2 separate regions of the Ovis aries genome follow, and region 2 is linked to region 1. A link is a contact called in public Hi-C data. All regions are on one chromosome and are shown on one strand. Each heading gives the region's core, a stretch centred on a gene start, on an enhancer-like site or on the middle of the called end of the contact. The rest is flanking DNA. Distances are from core to core; before and after follow the strand shown.

Region 1 (5,859 bases), core at 947-3,446:
GAGTTGTGACAGTCTCCTATTGGCTAAGCTCTTGTCAGGCAAGAAATGGAGTCTTTTTCCTACTGGGCTCTGCTGACTTCCTAGGGCATGAGAGCTCCCACTTCTGGCCTCATGACTCTAATTGAGGTTTCTGTTTATTAATTTTTACAGTGCTAGGTGGCAGTAGTGGTAAAGAACCTGCCTGCCAATGCAGGATACCTAAGAGATGCGAATTCGATTCCTGGGTCGGGAAGATCTCCTGAAGGAGGGCATGACAGTCCACTCCAGTATTCTTCCCTGGAGAATCCCATGGATAAAGGACCTGGCAGGCTACAGTCCATAGCGTCTCAAAGAGTCAGGCACAACTGAAGCAACTTAGCACGCATAGTACTTTTATTTAATTTTTACATGTTATCATACGTCATATGTTTAAGTAATGACAAGTAATTATAGAGTAATAATTAGGTATCATCCCTATAGCTCAGACAGTAAAGAATCTGCCTGCAATGCAGGAGACCCAGGTTCGATCACTGGGTTGGGAAGATCCTCTGGAGAAGGGAATGGCAATCTACTCCAGTATTCTTGCCTGGAGAATCCCATGGACAGAGGACCTGGCAGGCCACAGTCCATGGGGTCACAAAGAGTTGGACACAACTGAGCGACTAACACTAATTAGGTAGTAATGTAAAATGTTATGAAATAATATCCTTTACTATTTCTAAAAATAAAAGTATTATATCATATGGAAAAGTATGTCAAGGCTCTTTCTAACTCCTAAGACTGTGATAAGCTTTCCTGTACCTACTCCTAACTTCTTGATTGCTTCCTCAGCCATAAATCAGTATCAAAATTATCAGGCACAGATTTAAACCAACAAATAGATATCAAACTTGTTTCTAGGAGATGATCATTATTAGCTTGAGATTCTATAAACCTCTTTTATCAACAAATATGATAAGCAGCTAAACCTGAGTCTGATGATAGAGGACAATAACCAGACATTTTTAAGAATGGGGCCAAGAGCAAATGGGAAGTTCTCAGAAAAATGTTACGAAACTAGAACTGGAAGATACTGAAAAGAAAAATGCCAAGATCTGTGTCTGCAAGGAAGGTTTATTAGTGAGGACTGTTACAAGTGCTCTGAGAAGTCAGTCTTTGATACATGTACTTGATAAAATAGATGGCTGTTTCACTGAAGCAGAGGAGGAAGCCTGTCATAAAGAGCTTCTAGCCTAATGTCACCTTTGTATGAAGTTAAGAAGGGTGTCTCCCACCTCCTAGGGGGACAGAGCTCCATGTTAGAATACAGCATTTAGACTGAAGGCTGGCTTTGAGCCCTCACAGATCACTGTTTTCTGGTGCCTTTGTGCAGTGCCAGTGTGTCCAGTCATATACAGCAATCCTGAGGTCTAGCATCTTTTAGGGTCCTTCTGTGTCATTTCCTCTTTTCTTTGGTTCTTTGGAAATGGCCCATATGGTGCTCTGGCTCCATACAGTGAAATGTAGATCTGAGACTTGGGTGTGTCCTCTGGGAAAAGCAGGTTGATCTGTTCTTACAACCTGCTTTGGTTCTGCTGTTTACACTGATCAGACTTGGTTAAAGGAAAATTTTCCAGTTCAGTCTAGCTCACTCAAGCTCTGCTTTAGCGGTTAGGGTAGAATCTTATGCAGTTTGGATGTGTTTATTTGCTCTGTTCCATCATTTTTGTTTACATCTTCCTCAGAATCCCTTGGAAACGAGTGTCTAAGGCAGGATTAGGGTTCTCTTATTTCTCATATCATATGTTAGTCACACCTCAGTATCTCAACATTTGTCACAGTCAGTGAAGACCTATTTAGACAAAACTTACATCAGGACCTTTTACTCAACAGAAGGAATATTTATCTCATTTACTCTTATAGTGAACAATAAAATGGCCTTGTGGGGCTGAGTAAGGCAATGTCCTGGCCCATCCCTATGTGGGAAGAAAGGAGGGCAAGTGAGGATAGACTCTGAGCTCCCTCTAGAAGCCAACACTTTCCTCTGAACTTCCAGGTCCTTTTCTGGATCTTATTTCCATAGTGATAGGAAGCAGTAAGCATGTCCGTGGACCAAAATCCTGCCTGACCAGTAGAGGATCACTCAGTATAGGCATCTTTCCTAGGTATAGGGTACTCAGCAGTGAGGGAATAAATGACTGGGATAACCACTGGGTGTAATATTTAACTGGTGGCTGGTATAGTCACTATTTTAGCGCATGAGAGGAGCCTGGAAGAGACATCTTTATCAGAGATTTTATCAGTTACTGAGCCTTGTATTAGGAGAGAGCTATTTACCTGGTAAGTGTGGGACTTATTAAACTTATAAGTTTAAGGGCTATTGTTTCTTCTTGTGAATTTATTACTTGTCTTTATATTAAGTCCTTATAGTATATATTGCTAAGTGAATTTCTGTCATCATGGGACTTTTTGTTTTGTTGTTCTGTGTTTCCTCAAGCTAACTATCATTGAAGGTTATGTTGATGGCTTGTTAATGCTGAACAATTAATGCTGCTAATCAAGTCCTATCTTCCAGGCTAAGGTTCAGAGAACAAAATGGAAAGTAGTACCAATGTCACTTGTGATTTCTCCCAAATAGGAAATACTCTTGTTTGTCACACCACTCCTGTCCTCATAGGGAGTGACTTCTTATTCCAACCCTAAAGCTCAGGATGGAACTCTTGGTTCCCCTTACTTTTCCCAATTAATAAGAGCTATATTTCATAGATTCTTTCACTATTCTGTGGTTTACAGCCCAGTGTTTTTTATATTCTTTAAAAAGTGAAGTCACTCAGTCATGTCTCACTCTTTTGCAACCCCATGAACTGTAGACCCCCAGGCTCCTCCATCCATAGGGTTTTCCAGGCAAGAATACTGGAGTGGGTTGCCATTTCCTTCTCCAGGGGATCTTTCTGACCCAGGGTCGAACTCGGGCCTCCTGCGTTGCAGGCAGGTGCTTTACTGTCTGAGCCACCAGGGGATTCTTAAATTAGTACTCTTTAAGCTGTTCCTCAAAGAGAAGTTTTTCACTGATTGTTAAAATTTATATACATTTAAAAATTTAAGCACAGTAGTTTTAAAGCCAACTGTCTAAAACTTTGTTCTGACATATGAAAAAGTTGGTAAAGGGCCCAGAGCAGTTTGGGGTCTTGGGGACCCAGGGGTACATTGGGTTGTTAGGGAAAGTAAGGAGACCCTGAGAGTTGGGCTTGTAGAGCTGGATTTGGATTAAGTGTTAGTTTGTATCGGTACTTTATTATACAGCTGACTTTGGCTGTTTCCACCTCTCGTTAAAAGAATTTTATTATTATTTTTTGCTTCCTTTTCTCTTTGTTTGGGTTTCCCCTTGGTATTGTTCAGTTTATGCTTAAAGTAGTGTTTTTTGGAGGGGGAGGGTAGCTGGTAATAGCGGCCTTAGAAATCTCATGAGCTCCCCCTGCTGTTTTGCAACTGACAATACAAGCCCTTTTTAGCTTGAATTCTGAGAAACAAGCAAGTAAAACCCTGTGGGTTTGCTTGATCTAAAAGGCAGGCTTCTGCTGCTGCTGCTGCTGCTGCTGCTGCTGCTGCTGCTGCTGCTGCTGCTGCTGCTGCTGCTGCTGCTAAGTCACTTCAGTCTGTCCAACTCTGTGCGACCCCATAGATGGCAGCCCACTAGGCTCCCGCATCCTTGGGATTCTCTAGGCAAGAATACTGGAGCGGGTTGCCATTTCCTTCTCCAATGCATGAAAGTGAAAAGTGAACGTGAAGTCTCTCAGTCATGTCCGACTCTTAGCGACCCCATGGACTGCAGCCTACCAGGTTCCTCCCTCCATGGGATTTTCCAGGCAAGAGTACTGGAGTGGGGTGCCATTGCCTTCTCCAAAAAGGCAGGCTAATACTTGCTAACTCTCTTCCTGAAAGTTTAAAAAATCAGAAAGGAAAGGAAGACTCTTCAAGTGTTTTATTTGTGCTAATACTTAAGCTAATGCAAGGGGGATGTACCCCTCCTTTGCTCTAAGAAGCCAGTCTATACCACTTTTGAAAAACTGCCAATGAAGAATGAAGAAATGCATCATGAAATTATTTAAGGTCTGAAATGGACTGACCAAAATCTGGAAGGTGGACTTTTAGTTAAGTTTTGATCTGTAATGGTTTTGAAAAAAAATATGCTTTGATAATAATGAATTAACATAGTTTCTGTTTTTTTTCCCCCCAAATACTTCCCAAAACTTTACATGTAGTTTGATATAAATTTATGTCTCTTTAATTAGTATAAATTTTCATGTTAAAGATAATATCACACAGAAATCACATTTATAAATATTTTCATAATTGTACAAGTAGGGTATCATATAGCATCATATATTGAAATATCAGAAGATATGCATTCATTAGATTATAAATATATATTGAAACAGCTACTAGTCACTATCCCCAGTGTAGGTTGCAGAGGTTTCTGCCTTTGTGTAACATAGTCTATTAAGTAGGTATTTGTGAGAAAAAAAACTATTCAGATAAATATATAGTTAAATGCTACTATTTGTTGGATATGACATCAAAAGCACAGACAACAAAAGAAAAAGAGAGATAAATTGGACTTAATAAAAATTTAAAACTTTTGTGCCTGAAAGGATACATCAAGAGTGAAAAAACAGCCCAAGGAATGGAGGGAACCATTTGTAAACAGTGTGTCTGATAAAAGATCAACAGCTAAGTATACGAAGAAGTCCTACAGCTCAACAACATAAAAGCCAAACAACCCAATTTAAAAATGGGTGAAGAACCTGATAGATCTTTTCCCAAAGATATACAAACTGCCAATGGACACAGAGAAAGATGCTCGGAATCACTAATCATTAGTTCAGTTCAGTTCAGTTCAGTTCAGTCGCTCAGTCGCTCAGTCGTGTCCGACTCTTTGCGACCCCATGAATCGCAGCACGCCAGGCCTCCCTGTCCATCACCAACTCCCGGAGCTCACTCAGACTCACGTCCATCGAGTCTGTGATGCCATCCAGCCATCTCATCTCTGTTGTCCCCTTTTCCTCCTGCCCCCAATCCCTCCAAGCATCAGAGTCTTTTCCAACGAGTCAACTCTTCGCATGAGGTGGCCAAAGTACTGGAGTTTCAGCTTTAGCATCAGTCCTTCCAAAGAAATCCCAGGGCTGATCTCCTTCAGAATGGACTGGTTGGATCTCCTTGCAGTCCAAGGGACTCTCAAGAGTCTTCTCCAACACCACGGTTCAAAAGCATCAATTCTTCAGCGCTCAGCTTTCTTCACAGTCCAACTCTCACATCCATACATGACTATTGGAAAAACATAGCCTTGACTAGATGGACCTTTGTTGACAAAGTAATGTCTCTGCTTTTGAATATGCTCTCTAGGTTGGTCATAACTTTCCTTCCAAGAAGTAAGCGTCTTTTAATTTCATGGCTGCAGTCACCATCCGCAGTGATTTTGGAGTCCAGAAAAATAGTCTGACAGTGTTTCCACTGTTTCCTCATCTATTTGCCATGAAGTGATGGGACCAGATGCCGTGATCTTCGTTTTCTGAATGTTGAGCTTTAAGCCAACTTTTTCACTCTCCTCTTTCACTTTCATCAAGAGGCTTTTTTGTTCCTCTTCACTTTCTGCCCTAAGGGTGGTGTCATCTGCATATCTGAGGTTATTGATATTTCTCCCGGCAATCTTGATTTCAGCTTGTGCTTCTTCCAGCCCAGCATTTCTCATGATGTACTCTGCATATAAGTTAAATAGGCAGGGTGACGATATACAGCCTTGACGTACTCCTTTTCCTATTTGGAACCAGTCTGTTGTTCCATGTCCAGTTCTAACTGTTGTTTCCTGACCTGCATACAGATTTCTCAAGAGGCAGGTCAGGT
Region 2 (5,859 bases), core at 1,557-4,056, 65 kb before region 1:
GTTCATTCAAGGAGTCATGCACGGTAACATTTGTAAAATATTGTTCTGTAATTAGTACTGTAGATTTAGATGCTCAGCAAAGTAATACAAGCCATTGAGAGGGGTTAGCACTGCTGAGTCCCTGCCACCTTTGACAAGAAGGTCCCTGTCCCTGTCGCCAGAATCACCCAGAAGGTTCTTTTCTGCTGGGATCAGCACTTTCCTCCGCCCCTCAATCCAGCCCCAGTCGATATAGCAGAGGACTTGGGTTAAGGAATAAGTGCAGTGTCCATGATGAGGGTCATCCCCATCACCCCATTTCACCTGCTGTGTCCATGAATGGCCAAGGAAATAACATGTAGAGTTTTGGGGGCCCAGGAGCAGGGGACCCCAATATTTCATTTCCTGGGGAGGCAGTAGCTTGGCCAAGAGAAGGGAGGAGATGGCCTGGTGTGACAGAGAGGGGACAGTGAAGCCAGGCAGCTCCTGGCTCTGAGAAGTGGAGACAGGATCCTGTTCCTGCCTCCAGGCCCCTTACCTGGAACAATAGAAGGCAGGTGCAGCTGGGGGCACAATCACCCTGAGCTCTAGATGAATATGCTCAATTAATTGGAAAAATAAAGTAAAATTTGTCAATCCAGCATAAATAGACCAAGCCAAAAATGCTTTCAGTGTTTACGCAATTTACAATTTAGACACAGTTACAATAGAGCATGTAATGGGCTTTATGAAAGAGTTATGGGAACACAGAGGAGGGCATCTAAATCAGATGGGATGATCCAAGAGGGCTTCCTGGATAAGGTGACACAAACTGAATTTAGAGGATGAGAATGCACTAACTAGAAAAAGAAGGGGCTAGGGAGAGTATTTCAGCAACAGCACGTGAAGAGAAGTGGAGGAAAGAAAACACACACTGCATTTTCAAACTGACCTCTGGTTTTGAGTGGCTGAGATAGAGGGTAGATGTGGGAGTGATCGAGGAGCCTAGTGAGGAACCCACACCCAGATAATGCAAGACCTGGTATGCTAAACCAAAAGGTTTTAAAGTAACTCTGAAATCAGTGGGGAGTGGACTTCCCTGGTGGTCCAGCGATTAAGAAACCCCCTGCTAGTGCAGGGCACACAGGTTTGATCCCTGGTCCAGGAAGATTCTACCTGCCTCGGGGCAACTAAGCTCATGTACTGCAATTAGAGACGAGCCCCCACTTGCTGCAACTAGAGAAAGCCTGCTCACAGCAATGAAGAACCCAGAGCAGCCATAAATCAATAAGCAAATAAATCAGTGGGAAGTGATGGATTTTGCACAGGGAAGTGAGACGATCACATTGGCAGTTTAGAAGCATCATACACCCAGCAGCATGCAGGCGTCCAGGGTGGAGGTGGGCAGACTGGAGGCAGGAAGGCCAGCTAGGAGGCTCCTGCTCGGGGTGATGGCAGACCCCGAGATCTGGCACTGCTGCGAGCTTAGAAAGTGGAAGACTGAGCACCTTCCACCCCGATCCCCAATCAGTTCCAGACGTAGCCATGACAGCAGATGCTAACTTCATGCCAAGAACAACTTGGAGTGCTTTACACTGAATCCTCCAGCGACCCTATGGTGACTGTATTATTCTTATTATTCTCAATTGACATATGAGGATATTGAGGCAATGAAACGTTAAGTAACTTACCCGGAGTTACCAGCTAGTAAGTGGTTGCCCTGATTAAGCCAGAAGAGAGGATGCCCAAGTTCATTGATGCTGCTGACCCTGCTACCCCTCCTCCACCCTAGCCTGTGAGGTTAGAGGTACCTACCCCCGCTGGTGACTGTCCAGCTTAGCTGGTGCATGGCCAACAGGAGTCCCTCCCTGTGCCCTGGAGACTCGATGAGGATTTATGGTGCCCTCCTTCACCTCTAGTTTACTTTTACCTGCTAGGTGTAATTTTCATGTTATATAATCTCTTGGCAGGTCCACTATGGCTTTTAAAAATATTTCTATGAGAAAGAATGATGCGTTATCTACTATCATTTACAGTTTTCGTGGCATTTACTTTTTTGGTGGGGGCCACACTACACAGCACGTGGGATCTTAGTTCCTCAATCAGGGATCAAACCCATGCCCCCTGCAATGGGAACATGGAGTCTTAAGCCCTGGACCACCAGGGAAGTCCCATACCATTTACTTTCACTGGTTTTTTTACTGAGGACTCTTTTATTTTTTAATTGAAAAAGTAATATAGGCACAGAAAGATATTCAGACTGCAAAAAGTATTCAGAGGAAAGTAAGCCTCCTCCTTTACACTCCCAGACTCCCAGCTCCTCTCCCCCAGGGCCACCCTTCTAGGTCTTTTAATGAAATACTGTACGAAGCAAGGTCATACATTTAGCTCACATTAATGACACGTACGCTTTTTGTTTTTGCCTGTAATGAATCATGCCTTCCTCTGTACCCGCCCTGGCCCCACCTTTCCATCACCCCTACCCATGGGATAACGGCAAAAAAAAAAAAAAAAAATCCAAGATCCAATTTCATTTAAGCCCTAGTCTATGACTGAAGTGACTTAGCAGCAGCAGCAGCAGCAGCAGCAGCAGCAGCAGCAGCAGCAGCAGCTACCTGGTAATTTAAGCTGCTCGTTTAGAAGAGGTTTCAGGCTGACTTGGATGAGAAGGATCAGTCTCCCTAGAGCCTGTCCTTTGTCCTGCTCCTTTCAGGATGAGGGTCAAGCGGCTTATGCGACCTTCAGCCGATATGCTCGGGTCCACTTTGTGCACGCCTACTGGCCTCTGGGTCCCTGCCTCTGGGCCGCGCGCTTCACTTCTCCAGTCAGGGCTAACCTTCAGACCTCAGTAGAGGGTCAGGGGTCTGCCGTTGGGGCACAGCTCCTGGTGGCTCCCCTGGGCTGAGGTGAGCGCCGTCCAGCCTCTGATGGCCGTGTGGCCTCTCTGGGTTTGGCTGACAGGCCCGTGGACCCCGCTCAGCCTTCTTTCCGCAGCCTTCCCTGCAGCAGGCTGCCCTTGCCTGGCAGCTGCTTCAGCGTGGCTGGCCAGCCAGGTTACCTCTGCAGCCTGTCAGCACGTGAGACTCAAGGACAGGTTGGCACAGCTAAACCTGGCGTCAGACCTTCCACCTGACCACGAGCACAGTGACGTTTGTCCTGGTGTGGCTGTGCCAGGTTGGAATGGGGCACCCGGTGAGGTGGCACGTCCCAGGCAGAGAATTGCGAAAGGGGGCAGCTTCTCTTCCTCCCTCACTGTCCCTGAGCTTATCTAACCTCCTCCCCACCGCATAGAGGCCATTTATTAAAAGACAAACACATGGTCCGACTGCCCCTGACAGACATGCTAACTTCTTCACTGTGTGGGGACCCAATACACATGGCTCCTCTGGCCTTGGGTGCTGATATATTCGAGGAGCAGGTGAGGGAGTTTGAATCACCCTTTTCTCAACACAATTCTGTTTCTTATTACCAGTCATGGCACATTACCTCAGTCATTCTGTAGACATTCTCTTCCATAACGTAGACGTTAGAATGATTTTGGCCACAAGTGACAATATCCAACTAAATGCGGCTTAAACAATGAAGGCATTTAATAAACTTACAAGATAAAAACTTTGAGGGTTAAGGGGTATAGAGTTGGTTTGGCAAGTCTTTAATGTCATTCAGGGCCCAGACCTTGTGCTCTGCCATTCTCAGCATGCTGATGTCTCATCCTTAGGTTTCTTACCTCAAGGTCGCAGGGTAGCTGCAGCTGCTCTGGACATCACTTCAGATAGCCCTGTTGAAAGGCAAGAGAAGGGAGAGCTTGCACAGTGGAGAAACATCTCTCCATGTCTGTCTCCCTTTTGTCATGTAAAAAAAAAAAAAACCTTTCCAGAAGCAGTTTCAATAGATTTCTATGTATTTCATATTATCTATAACCATGTCACATGGATACCCACAACTGAAAAGAAGACTAGGAAAGAAAGTGTCAGACATTTCCACAGCAACTATATTGGGAATATCTACTCCTTTGGAAGAAGAGGAAGATAAAGTGTAATCAGTTAAATCACAAAAGCATCTACCCCTGAAAGGAGATCCTGGGCAAGTAGATACCTTAGGTGTCCCAGGCCTGTACTCAGAAGGACAAAAGAGAAGAATCTACTAAAATTTTAAAAATATCATTCCCTTTATATAGCAACACATACACAATGGCTATGTGCCAATATATTTTTTACGCTTTGCTTTTTTCACTCAACAATGCTAATGCTATCATGCACTAATTTCCACACGTACTGAACATGTACTCTGTTACTGCTGCTAAGGTGTCTAGTCGTGTATAGTGTGACTTTTGCTTATAGTACCCTTATATTTTAGTATCTGGTAGGACTGGTCATTACTCTTCCTCAGAATTTTCTCAGTTACTTTTGCAGGTGTATTTTTGTAATTTTAGCTCCATTTAGTGCTGAGCTATATCTTCAAAACTTGTTTACATTCACACACCCTATGTATCACTGTATATATACACATATATTAAGATACCATTTTATTAACAAAATATATCTAAACAAATTGGGCGTTTTCTTTTAAGAAGCGTCTATAATGCAAGCCCCAAACACAAAGCAAATAAACCAAAACACTACCACCAACTTCTAGAAGAGAGTTCTTGTTTTCATTAAGAAATCCACAACAATGGAAAAATTAACCAAGGTACAGTAAGGAACCGAAAGAAAAAACAAATCATTTAAAATTAATGAAACAGGGAAAAAAGCTTATGCTGGATTCCTGACTTTCTGATTTCATATCCTCCTTTCATCCTGAGACATGAAGTGATCATTTTAGATTTGTAACAAGAGATCAGCCCCACTTCCACTTTAACTGGAATAGAAGTCGGGTGGCAAATGTGTTTCAATCTGATGTTCTCTCACTCTTGACCACTTTCAAGTATTTAATGAAGGTGGATATCCTACTTGTTTTTACAGTTCCTTTCTCCTCTAAGGGAATTACAAAAACCAGTCATTATTTACAGAATTAAAGTAGAAATATTTTTGGACAGAGACATCATAGAAATGCATGTCAACAGGCACTTCTGTTACTGTGATGGTGAGTTCCGAAGTCATCTGCAGTTCAGTCTGAATGTTGAAGATTGTAAAGCTACTTCTTAAAGACATACAATTTTCCTTCTGCTTATTCCAAGTTATCTAGAGACTATGGTAGGAGAAAACATATAAATTCAAATGACATATCCTATAAATTTAAAGCTCTATTATGTTATAATTTTGAGAATGATTTTCCAGAAGTAAGAAATATAGTTACTTGATTTACTGTGACAAAGTTCATATTTCTTTGTTTTCACTTATTTTTTACAGAAATATTTATAAATTAAAACAGCATTAGCCAACAGGCATTGAAAGTAAGTGATAAGAATTACATATATACTTTTTCAATAAAGTAGGGAATCTTTGGTAATTTTAATTTTCCACAGTGCACAGAAATGGACCAAGTGTTTTTCTGTTTCTCCACAATAAAACAACAGAGAAAAGTTGCTTTAATCAAGTTCACAAAAGAAAACTATACGAACTATCATTTTAAGTATTTCTGATATCAGTTGATCTTAGATGAGAGATTTTACAAATTGTCCTACCTCATAAAAAACTACCAAAGATAATTTTCTGGCTTTCTTCTCTGTATCATATTTTGCCATCAAGTAATTCATCTCCCTGATTCTGTGTATTATGAATCAGTTCTTCGTCTTGCCTGACCTGAGGAGAGGTTTTTATTCCTGTCTAGTAAAATTTCAAAGCCCAGGGGGCTCAGCGAGTAAAGAATCTGCCTGCGATGCAGGAGATGCAGGAGACTCGGGGGAGACTCGGGTTTGATCCCTGGGTCTGGAAGATTCCCTGGAGGAGGACATGGAAGACT

What was found. Hi-C and Micro-C count contacts between places; a contact is called where the count stands out from the background.
Region 2: a Hi-C map of liver shows a contact between it and region 1, with 5 times the contacts expected there. The contact joins two enhancer-like sites. A contact is called at or near these places in 11 of 16 Hi-C or Micro-C datasets (blood, hypothalamus, liver and 7 more).

What each region holds. Positions count from the first base shown.
Region 1 is chr26:14,589,573-14,595,431 of ARS-UI_Ramb_v3.0, reverse strand. No RefSeq gene overlaps it. Among named protein-coding and RNA genes, the nearest start is that of HELT, 25 kb to the right of the region's middle. Within about 2 kb of position 2,196, at least 4 of the 54 cell types and tissues checked have an H3K27ac peak or open chromatin away from gene starts, as enhancers often do. A contact at or near this core is called in liver, where this site is marked.
Region 2 is chr26:14,654,993-14,660,851 of ARS-UI_Ramb_v3.0, reverse strand. No RefSeq gene overlaps it. Among named protein-coding and RNA genes, the nearest start is that of SLC25A4, 19 kb to the left of the region's middle. Within about 2 kb of position 2,806, at least 3 of the 54 cell types and tissues checked have an H3K27ac peak or open chromatin away from gene starts, as enhancers often do. A contact at or near this core is called in liver, where this site is marked.